Regions from separate parts of the Zea mays genome. Here region 1 is linked to region 2. A link is a contact called in public Hi-C data. All regions are on one chromosome and are shown on one strand. The core of a region is the stretch at or near the end of the contact, and the rest is flanking DNA. Distances in the headings are between cores, read along the strand shown.

Region 1 (4,982 bases), core at 2,425-4,924, 390 kb before region 2:
GCAATTGAAAGCAAGTGACCAACAGATAGATTCACCAAAAATATCACATGTCACACCTACATTAGCTACTTTAATAGGTTCCCTCTTCTCTTGAGCAAGAATACAAGAATGTGATTATAATAGGTCAAGGAGTTCTCCTTGGAGGCCTGCTCCTTATCCTCACTTTCACTACCGCTCTCATTATATTGTACATTAGTACCATTAGCCATGAAGCATGGTGGAGAGGTAGCAGTGTCAAAAAAACAGAAGGTTTCTTACTAGTAAAGTAGTTGCAAGTGCCTTCTTCTATATGGATTTCTTGTCATCATCACTTTAATTGTCACTATCACTTGAAACATCACTATCCCATTAAACACAATACGCTGTAGACCTTCTTCTTGTTCTTGAAAGTCATCGATTCGCCTTCTTTATGTATGTCATTCTTCTTTCTTTCTTATCATCATCATTGTGAGGACAACTGATAATTAGATGATCCTTGCTACCACACTTGTAGCACCTTGTTTCTTACTTTCTCTTGAGGGATGGCATTCTTCTTATTGGTCTAGAGCCTTTCTTCTTCATGAATTTTCCAAAGCATGCACAAATAGAGCCATCTCTTACCATCTTCATCACTTGAATTGAGCCATCATTTTCACTAGATTCATCTTTCTCTTCCACACCTCATATGATAAATCAAGATCCTTGACTTGCTCAATCACTTTTAGATCCATAGCATCATAGAGCAAACTTAGAGTAATATAATTGTATTGCAAATTTTTTTACTCTCTAGGTGTTAGGTTGTTCATACCAAGCACTATTAACGGTTTTTCTGTAACATCCCAATTCCCAAACTCTTGTGTCCATTGATTTCAAGTGTTTACTCATTTTCTTTGTCCAGTATCATAGTTGGTTCCATCAGAGCGAGGTGGCTTGCCATATTGTTGGTTTGAGCTATCTTTGCACCAAAGATTATCAAGCCTTATTACTGAAGGTGACCATGACTCTGATACCATTTCATAGGATCTAGATGGCTAGAGGGGATGAGTATGCTATAAATTTTCCTTAGAAGAACACAAAACACTAGATCAAAGTTTTATTAGTACAAAAGGTTGTGTGAATGCAACATCATGCTCTAGCTCTATTTCACAACAAGCGAGGCCCCTAAATAATTGTAGTTGCTATGTTCCTAAGTTAATTTCATTCAAGCATATAAACTAGCAACTACACAACAACACTAGAGAACTAATAACGACTAGTTATAACGATGAGCTACTCAAGAAACTACCAATCAAGTGAAGAATATAAATATAAATGCGATAGAGATCAAGATGAACCAAGTAAGAGAAAGAACATAATGATTTATCCTCGAGGTTCGATTACTTAACAACAACCTACGTCCTCATTTTGGAAGTCCCCACTTTATTTATTGAGATAACAAGTGTGACAAGCTTCACTTACAAAGGGTGCCACAAGAATCACTCAAATGGTGCACTCTAACTAACTACGATTCCACTAGAGTTGCTCATTATGATCTTCCGCAAGTTGCTCAATGATCATGCACCCAATAATCACTTTTTTGGAGTCGACAACAATAACTAAAGTTGCTCAATGATCATGCACTACCTCCAAGATAATTAGGTGACGTCGTGACGACAACCATTAAGAGTAACAGGAATCCTGTACCTCAACTCAATATATAGTGCCACTTGATGCTATAACTCAGAGCTAACGAACTAGAATCTCTCCCAATCCAAACTTGAACCAAGTGATGAACAAAGATATGAGTGGGAAGTATTTACCTAGGCTCACAAGGGTGCTCAATAGGTTAAAGTTTCAAGAGATACATACTAAGGCCATTCAAACTCTATTTATAAGCCTCTATGAGAGAAGGACTTGTAGGGCTCCTTACTGTTGAAAAGTCGGGGGTGTCGGACGATATGACACTAATATGATGACGTATAGACACGCCACATGTACTAGCCATTTTAAATGTGATCGGTGTTGTCCAAATGACACTCAGCCCTAATCACTAGCGTATGATTCGACACCGAGAGTCCAACGGTCATTAGACTAAAGAGTAGTATTGATTGACTCTTTGGCCCCATGTAGAGAGGTTCTAGAGACACTTTTTTCCCATTGGACTAGGTCAACACCATTTGTGAGACCAACACATAGGAACCAATAATGTAGTTTGAACTCGTCCACATGCTTGGCAGTGGGCCATATAGGTAGGGCTGAAAAATAAGTTTGAGGCTCATGAAACGGCTTAAGCTCGGCTCGGCTCGGAGTGGCTCGCGAGCCTCGAGCGAGCCAAGCCGAGTCGAGCCGAGCTAACTCGTTCCAGCTCGCGAACTGGCTCGCGGGCTACACCAACTGTGCAGAATTAATCAATCTATAGAATCATAATAGGTTATTTCTTAGTCTTTAATGATGGATATATGACAATTCAAATTTTAGATTGCTCCTAATATTGGATAATGGTTCTATATTTCATGTTTAAATACTATTAATTTAATAAATCATCCAATCTATAGAATCATAATGGGTTTATTTCTTAGTCTTTGATGACGAATAGGTGAATATTGCACCTGGTCTGCCACTACCTTGTTAATATAGTGTACCTAGGGTTAACCGTTGGAAGGTCCGATGCTTGTGCAGTTAGGGTCCAACGCGCTGTTTCTCTTTTTTCTCTCAAATATGTCAACTCCAAAAGTGTTCCAAACACTTGTGCATGTGAATTTTATATTCACAAACATTGTAAATGTTTTTTTACATTCTCACTATGTACAATACATATGCATAGAGTAAATCCACCCAATGGCAAAAGTTTTCCTCTTTATAGTATGATTATCTATTCTAAACTGAATCTACACTCTATTGTTTTTTACTGGCAAATAAAAAATGCCCCTAGCTAGATTCTAAACCGAATCTACACTCAGATAACATATGTTTGTGAATTTGCAAACCCATACATGTTGACCGTTTGTCAACCTTTTTTTTTCTATGTTATACCCCGAAGAGAAGAAAAGACAAGAATGTTTCCTTCCATCGTTCTTACAACAAATGAAAGGCACTTTTCTGGTCCATCTGTTTGTTTGGAGCCAGCAAAGAGTTTCATCATTTGCCAACTTTCTCTTATTTGCGCCCTCCGAAAAGAATCCTCAGCCTTTATCAGTTCACCAGTCAATTGACTTATGCAGAGACAAGGTTCAGGCACGGACAGTAAGTTCAGGCCTCCAGGGCAGAGCGCCACCAAACCCGCACCAAATCGAAAAGGGAGCGAGATCTAGACCAATTTAATACTCCTGTATGTGATCGGTGGATTAAAGCGATGACGATCCGTGCATGAAGTCATCGATCCAGTTCGTACAGCTAGCTAAGCTGGCAAATTAGCTGCTGCATGATGCAGAGCGCAGCTATAGAATGATAGATAGCTCACGCCAAGCGTGAGGGACCGACATAAATTCGCCGAAAAGGTGCAAACTTTTTCTTCATCTGTCGCCTGCCTGCCCTTTTCTCTCTTCAACGCATCTTCTTTCTATTCTACAACCACCGTACCTGCTTGGGGCTAGCTTCTTGATTTTGCTTGAGATGCAGTATATACGTGCAAGACAGATATCAGCAGATTATATATATAGCAGCGTAGAAGTCCTGTGGTTGCCCGATTATCTGATTCTGTGATCGAGATCGAGGCCGATCGGCCAGGTTTCTTGTGCGTGCGCTCTGCTACTGCCATGGCGGTAGCTCACCTTCTTCTCCAACTCTCTGCCGGAGTCAATGGAGCTAGCAGGAACAGGATGCTCATTCCAGCCATTCTTTCGATTCTTCAGCTTATTCACCTCGCAGGTGCGGTGCGGTGGGATTCTTTTTCATTCCCATATGTTGTTGCTCTTTGTTTGTGTGTCATTTTTTTTGTTTGGTGCTATTTTTTTATTTAATTATTTTGATTCAGCATTGCCGCGGAGAAAAACCTGATTTCATCATTGGTTCTGGACTTCTGGTCTGTGCGTGAAATTGGATTCACATCAAGTTTTTGTTTCCTATAATCTGCACTTCTGATCAACTCATTTTCTTTTCTTTGTTTAGCTCGTTTAATTGTATTCTTTCATGATTTTTATTCTTTTCCTTCTATAGAAAGTTAGAAACAACCCTTCCATGATTTCTCTGTTCTCTCTGCGTTCATTTTTGAATATGTAGCGCTAGGCGTGGACGGAGCGGCGTCGTTCAGGTTCACCAACGCTTGCCAGCACCCGGTGTGGGTGGGCGCGCTCCACGGCGCCAGCTCGCCGCCGCTCGCAAGCTCGGGCTTCTACCTGGCGCGGTCCGCCACGTCCCGCCTGGACGCGCCGTCGTCAGGGACATGGTCCGGCACGTTCTGGGCGCGCACGGGCTGCGCGGTCGATTCCGCAACCGGCCGCTTCTCCTGCGCCACGGCCGACTGCGGCACGGGCGACGTCGCCTGCCAGGGCCGCGGGCCGGCGCCGCCGGTCTCGCTCGTCGAGGTCACGCTCGCAGCGCCGGGGAGCGGCGGGCAGGACTTCTACGATGTTAGCCTCGTCGACGGCTTCAACGTGCCGGTGCGCGTGGCGCCCTCGGGCGGCGGTGGCGACTGTCGCCCCGCGGCGTGCGCGGGCGACGTGAACGCGATGTGCCCCGCGGACCTCCGCGTCGTCGCCTCGTCCGGCAGCGGCGGCGTCGTGGCGTGCAAGAGCGCGTGCAGCGCCTACGGCAGCGCGCGCTACTGCTGCACCGGCCAGTACGGCACGCCGGCGACGTGCCGACCGACCAACTACTCGCAGGTGTTCAAGAGCGCATGCCCGTCGGCGTACAGCTACGCCTACGACGACACCAGCAGCACCTTCACCTGTTCCGGCGCTTCCAGCTATGACGTCACCTTCTGCCCTGGGACCGGGAGCTAGTTGTGAAAATCCATCACGGGAAGGGTTAATAAAAGAGCGCACCAGACTAGATATTTTTCTTCAAAACTTTATAGGGAAAGATCA
Region 2 (5,216 bases), core at 2,360-4,859:
GTTTCATTTATCTGTTTTTGGAACCCTGTAGCTTTTATACTATGGACTTTTGCTAAAAGGTTGCTATAATAAACTTGTAGAATAACTATTGGAGAACAATTCTTATTGAGTGTGATAGCCCTGAAACCATATGCTACCAGGAGAAAAAGTGGTTCGAATAGAGCTGTCAGATTTGTGGATTTCAGACTTAGTACCAAATCAGGGTCTGAATTTTTGTGTGTTGGTGCAAAATTTGAACTTTGGTAGTTTGGAATACACAAGGTTTTAGATAAGGGACATTATGCCAAACTTGTAGAACAACAATAGGAGTACCAAATTGATTAAGCTACTTAACCCTAAAGCCATATGGAACTTGTTGTAAAACTTGCTCAAAAGTGAACTGTCAGATTCTGAGTTTCAGACTTAATGTTATATCTGAATTTGAAATCTTTGTATTTTGGAGCAACTTTGGAATCTGTTTGTGGCTGATTCATACAGTTATTGACTAGGGTCTCAGTACCAAAGTGGAAGACCATGTGTTGGGGTGTAAGTTTGGTTAAGGGTCATACCCCTAAAGTGACTTTGAACTTGGAGAAAAGGTGATCTAAAGTGAGGTTGGCAGGTTCGGAGTTTTCAGATGGTGATAGTTCTGTCTGAAATTTCAGTATTTTGTGGCTGTTTTGGAGGTCCTCTGTGGCTAATCCATGAAGCTTTATGTTGTGATTCCTGTAGAAGAGTTGTAGACCATAAGTGGGTGGACAAGTATCTTTAAGGGTGAGGGGCATGATTCTACACAAAAAGTGGAGAAACAGTCGCTCAAACTTGGATTGTCAGTTTACTAGTGACCGATGTTTTGGTTCAGATTCTGAACCTTGAATGACAACAAGTTGCCCATTTTGGGGCTCTCTAGAATTTGATCCATGTACATTTGGTCTGGGACAACTATAGCAAACTTGGAGAGCATTAGTTGGTGAGTAAGTTTCCTATTGTGAGGCTGTGGTTCTACATGACTGCTGGAGTAAAAGTGGTCAAAAGACGGTCTGTCAGGTGTTTGGGATTCAGACTTATTGTTAAAACTAAGTCTGAATCTGTGTATTTTTACCAACCTTTGGAGCTCTATGGTAGTTAATCCAAGGATATTTGGGTTAGGAATTTTATAAAAAGTGAAGGACCAAGTGTAGGTGAACAAATTTGATGTGAAGAGCTCGGCTTATTACTGCATAAAAGTTAGAGAAAAAGGGGGTGCAAAAATCTATGTCAGGTTTGGTAGGTGCTGTTTCAGCTAACTGAAAAAGGACTTTTCTTTGATTTTGCTCTACTTTGGTGCTTCATAAAAATTGTTCTGAATGTTTTGAACCTAGGGGTGCTATACCAAAGTGGTAGAGCTATATCTAAGGAATAACTTTGGTAATGTGACCTTGGTCTGTTGCTGTGTAAAAAATGGAGTAAAGTGTTCCAAAATCTTCCCTGACAGACATATGGTTTCAATCTACCAGAACTGAACTTTTAAGTATCCCCACCCCAATTTGGAGCACTATAGTTCTTGATCTATTTACTTGTAATCTTGGGATGCTGCAACAATCTTGTAGAGCTATGGTTAAAGAACAAGTTTTGTTAATTAAGCTTGACCTGTTGCCATATGAAATTGAGAGGTGACATGGATTAAATATGGAGGTGAGCAAAAGGAGCAACAAGCCTGATGCAGTGGATGCAATGCTGGTTTGAGTAGCTGAAAAAGAATCCCCTCTCCCTGTTATGGTTGCACTTGTGTGTATAGTTGGAGATATGGAGGAAGTATATGGACAAGGATCTAGAGGCCCCTCCCAATTGGGAAGTATCAAGTTTGGACTGGGCTGTGCTGGACAGTAAGGCTGTTTTAGTGGAGTTCATTACTGAATTGGAAATTGAAGATCTTTCCCCTCCCTGCTGGTTTCTCTAGTGTGCTCGAGTTGATATATGGTTGGGCTGGTCAACAAAGGTTCTAGAGGCCTCAGCCGTAGAAAGTATCCCAGTATGGAGGGATTCAAAATATCAGTGTGGAGATAAGAAGTGGAGTGTTCTGAACATTGTGTAATAACTGAAGTTTGGATCAGTTTGAGGGGAAAGGAAAATATCACCTTTGGACTCATTTGAGCCTGCCCTCGGTGGAGATCTTATCTGCCCGAACACCACCATATCGCGCTCCTCCCAATTCTTTCTCATGCGATGCATCGGCGGCTCCTCCGCTTCATCGAGGTTGGCGTCGCCTCCTCTCTCCCGCAATGGCTCATCCAGTCACCGCCGAGAACCACGTCGACATGTGCTATACCTAGATCAACACCGGTCGTACTCTTCCCACGACGCGTTCTCCCTCTCACGGCTTGTTCGGTTCTAGCTCAATCCATATAAATTGAGGGGGTTTCAATCCCTAATAAGTCAAAATATTTCTCAATCCGTATTAATCCCCTCCAATCCATATAGATTAAAAATAACCGAACAAGCCCTCACTGGTGCCCTTCGCAGCGGAGTTATTTGAATTTGTAACACTCTCGTCGCGCGGCTTCGCCACTTTATAACTCCGCAACCGTGCTTCGCCAGTTTGGTATTATGGACGAAACCCCCGCGCCGTTTTGGTACTGTTAATGTCCCGGCCTCTGTAACCTTTTCTTACCTACGGTAAAAGTCATTGTTGCCCCTCGCTGTAACCACGGCGCCCCTCGGTGAAAACCTAACTCTCATCCCTTTCCACGGCGCCGCCACTTCCCGTCGAGCTCGATCCTCCGATAGTGCTCTTCCTCCGATGGCGGCTCCGTCGAGGGGGAAGAAACGCCTAGTGGTCGACGTCGATGTGGACTTGAAGTGCATGTGTGCTGATCCACGATTACTGTAACCTGCACACAGAAAGGAATCATTGTGAGCTTCCCTAATTTCATCCACTATCGAGAGTACAATAAATGTGTGCTAAAACATTACTCACCACTACTGTGGGAGACCCGGCATTCTGTAGCCTTGCATTGATTCTCCATGGACAATCACCTCCTTTGCAATAAGCTCTATATCTGAAAGGTGAGCTTGACTCAATTCCTAACTCGAACTCATTACTGATCGCATACTGCCTCATAGCCAGCCTGAATTCTTTCATATCCTTGTACAAACTACCAATCTTCATTATTGGATTTGATCTGTTGCAAACAAATACCCTTTCTTGTGGTATGCAATCATTGCAGGGCAAAGCAACAGTTTCATCATCAATTTCATCGCTTCCGCGGACACCAAACGATCTACTAGTAAAAGCATCTTGCCTTTCAGTAGTTTCACGTTCATCTTCTGCTAGCAATCCTAACCGATCATAAAGCACTGACTCTGAGGCAGTCTGTTGTTCTCCTTCTTCCCATCTATCATCAATCTGTATTGCCCCCCAATCAATTTCTAATACCTGAAACCAAAGGATAATACACCTATGAAGTACTAGGCACAGGTACTAAACACAATAAACTGCTGTATACTGTAAATTGAATCAAACCTCCATTGTATGTTGCTCCCTAAAAAGAAAATTTAGGGGATCCGACAAATCCGAGGTCCTGACCGGTGCATCCACTCTTTCCACCGGAGAACCAGTGGGAAGGCAAGGAAGGGGTGCCTCCGAGCTCATAACCGGTAAAACTTGAGTTGAATCCGGGGAGTGGGCGGAGTTTTCTATCTCCATGCAGCCGGGGCAGGGGAACCAGTAGCCAGACGGCTGCGCGGGATGCAGAGGGCGGCTCGGGCGATTCTCTTTCTTCAGACGGGGGCGCGGGCACCAGCTCCTTGCTCACACGGCGCGGGCACTAGCTCCTTGCTCACGCGGGATGCAGAGGGCGGACATTGCAGACGGCGGTGCAGAGTCTCCGGCGGCGCGGGCGAGTCTGAAGAAATAGGAGTGTGCAGTCAGCAAGAGCGGACTAGGGGTACTTTAGTCCACGGCTGTACACAAGCGCAACAAAACGGACGCTTACAGAGGACGGGACATTAACAGTACCTAAATGGCGCGGGTGTTTCCTCCATAATACCAAACTGGCGAAGCACGGCTGCAGAGTTACAAAGTGGCGAAGCCGCGCAACGATAGTGTTACAAATTCAAATAACTCCGCGCGACGATAGTGTTACAAATTCAAATAACTCCTTCGCAGCGGAGGCCGGCTCGCCGTCGCGGAGGAAGGAAAGTGCTCTTAGCCGCAGAGGACGCCTCGCCGTCTCGGAAGACGCGGAGGTCCTCGCTGGACCCTAGAGTACCACTGTCAGGACGCCGCCAAGGTCCAATTCGGAGGCGGCTACGTCGGATTAAACCACGTTGGCCGGTGTTACGGCGAGATCAACGACGGTCGTCTTCTCCCGCCGACGCCTCCTCTCTCCCACTGGGACCCTTCGCTGCGGAGGTTGTCTCACCGTTGCGGAGGACACAAAAGGCCTAGCAGGTGAGGCGGCTGCCGTAGGAACCACAGCTCAGATGTCGCCAAGCTCCATTTCCGTGGCGACTACGTTTTGCTGGTTTCTTCTGACTTGAGCAGAGATTCGAATGAACCAAATTTGACTCCAGCTATATTAGAGTGATGGGCAATGCTAGCAAGAAGAAGCAGCTGGAGCTGCCGGCCGCCTCCACTGATGCCAAAGTGCAGTGCCCTCACTATAAAAGTGATGCTGTCAAGTTTAACTGATCCTTACAACAACTTTAACTACTAAGGAAGTTCATTTGTGTGCGCTCTATGGAAAGCATTCCAAATCAAAAAAAAAAAGTTGATGGGAGAAAAAGGATGTAGCTACCAAGCATTCCAAAATTTGAGTATTTTTGCATTGCAGTAGTTGATTTTGTGGTGTTGGTAAGTAACTAGGTGGCCATGCAAAAGTGCATGCCATGAAGCATAACCATTGGTTGGTTGTTTCATTTGATGATTCTTCTGTAGGCTATTGTATTTCTTTTGACCGGAGTTTTGTAATTAGTATCTTCCAATCTGGATCTCTTTGTGATGAGGATTCCATAGTTAGTGTTGTTAAAGAGCTGTCAAGCCGTGGAGATAAATTGTGTTTCAGTTCCATCTTACAATGTCTCCTGGCCATTGGTATAATGCGCAGGAGGATGGGTCCAGATAATCGGATAAAAGGGTCTCTTACAACTCCTTTAAAGAGGCTTTTAAAATTAATGACCAGCACGGATGGAGTTTTTCTTATGAGTTTCTTGGAAGTTTAAGGAACCTTTGTTAAATCCTGTTTAGGCTCACTTTC

Evidence for each region. A called contact is a pair of places that touch in the nucleus more often than the background predicts.
Region 1: a Hi-C map of leaf mesophyll shows a contact between it and region 2, with 2.5 times the contacts expected there. The contact joins the promoter of LOC100192090 here to the promoter of LOC103642624 in region 2. A contact is called at or near these places in 5 of 25 Hi-C or Micro-C datasets (bundle sheath, leaf, leaf mesophyll and 1 more).

What each region holds. Positions count from the first base shown.
Region 1 is chr10:93,206,291-93,211,272 of Zm-B73-REFERENCE-NAM-5.0, reverse strand. It overlaps LOC100192090 (putative thaumatin domain family protein), which reads left to right and starts at 3,674. Exons shown (of 2, transcript NM_001137513.1): 1 at 3,674-3,825; 2 at 4,177-4,982. The coding sequence starts at 3,714. The coding sequence ends at 4,898.
Region 2 is chr10:92,813,233-92,818,448 of Zm-B73-REFERENCE-NAM-5.0, reverse strand. LOC103642624 reads right to left here and starts at 3,609. Exons shown (of 3, transcript XM_008665853.2): 1 at 3,482-3,609; 2 at 2,936-3,394; 3 at 2,694-2,849. The coding sequence starts at 3,487. The coding sequence ends at 2,694.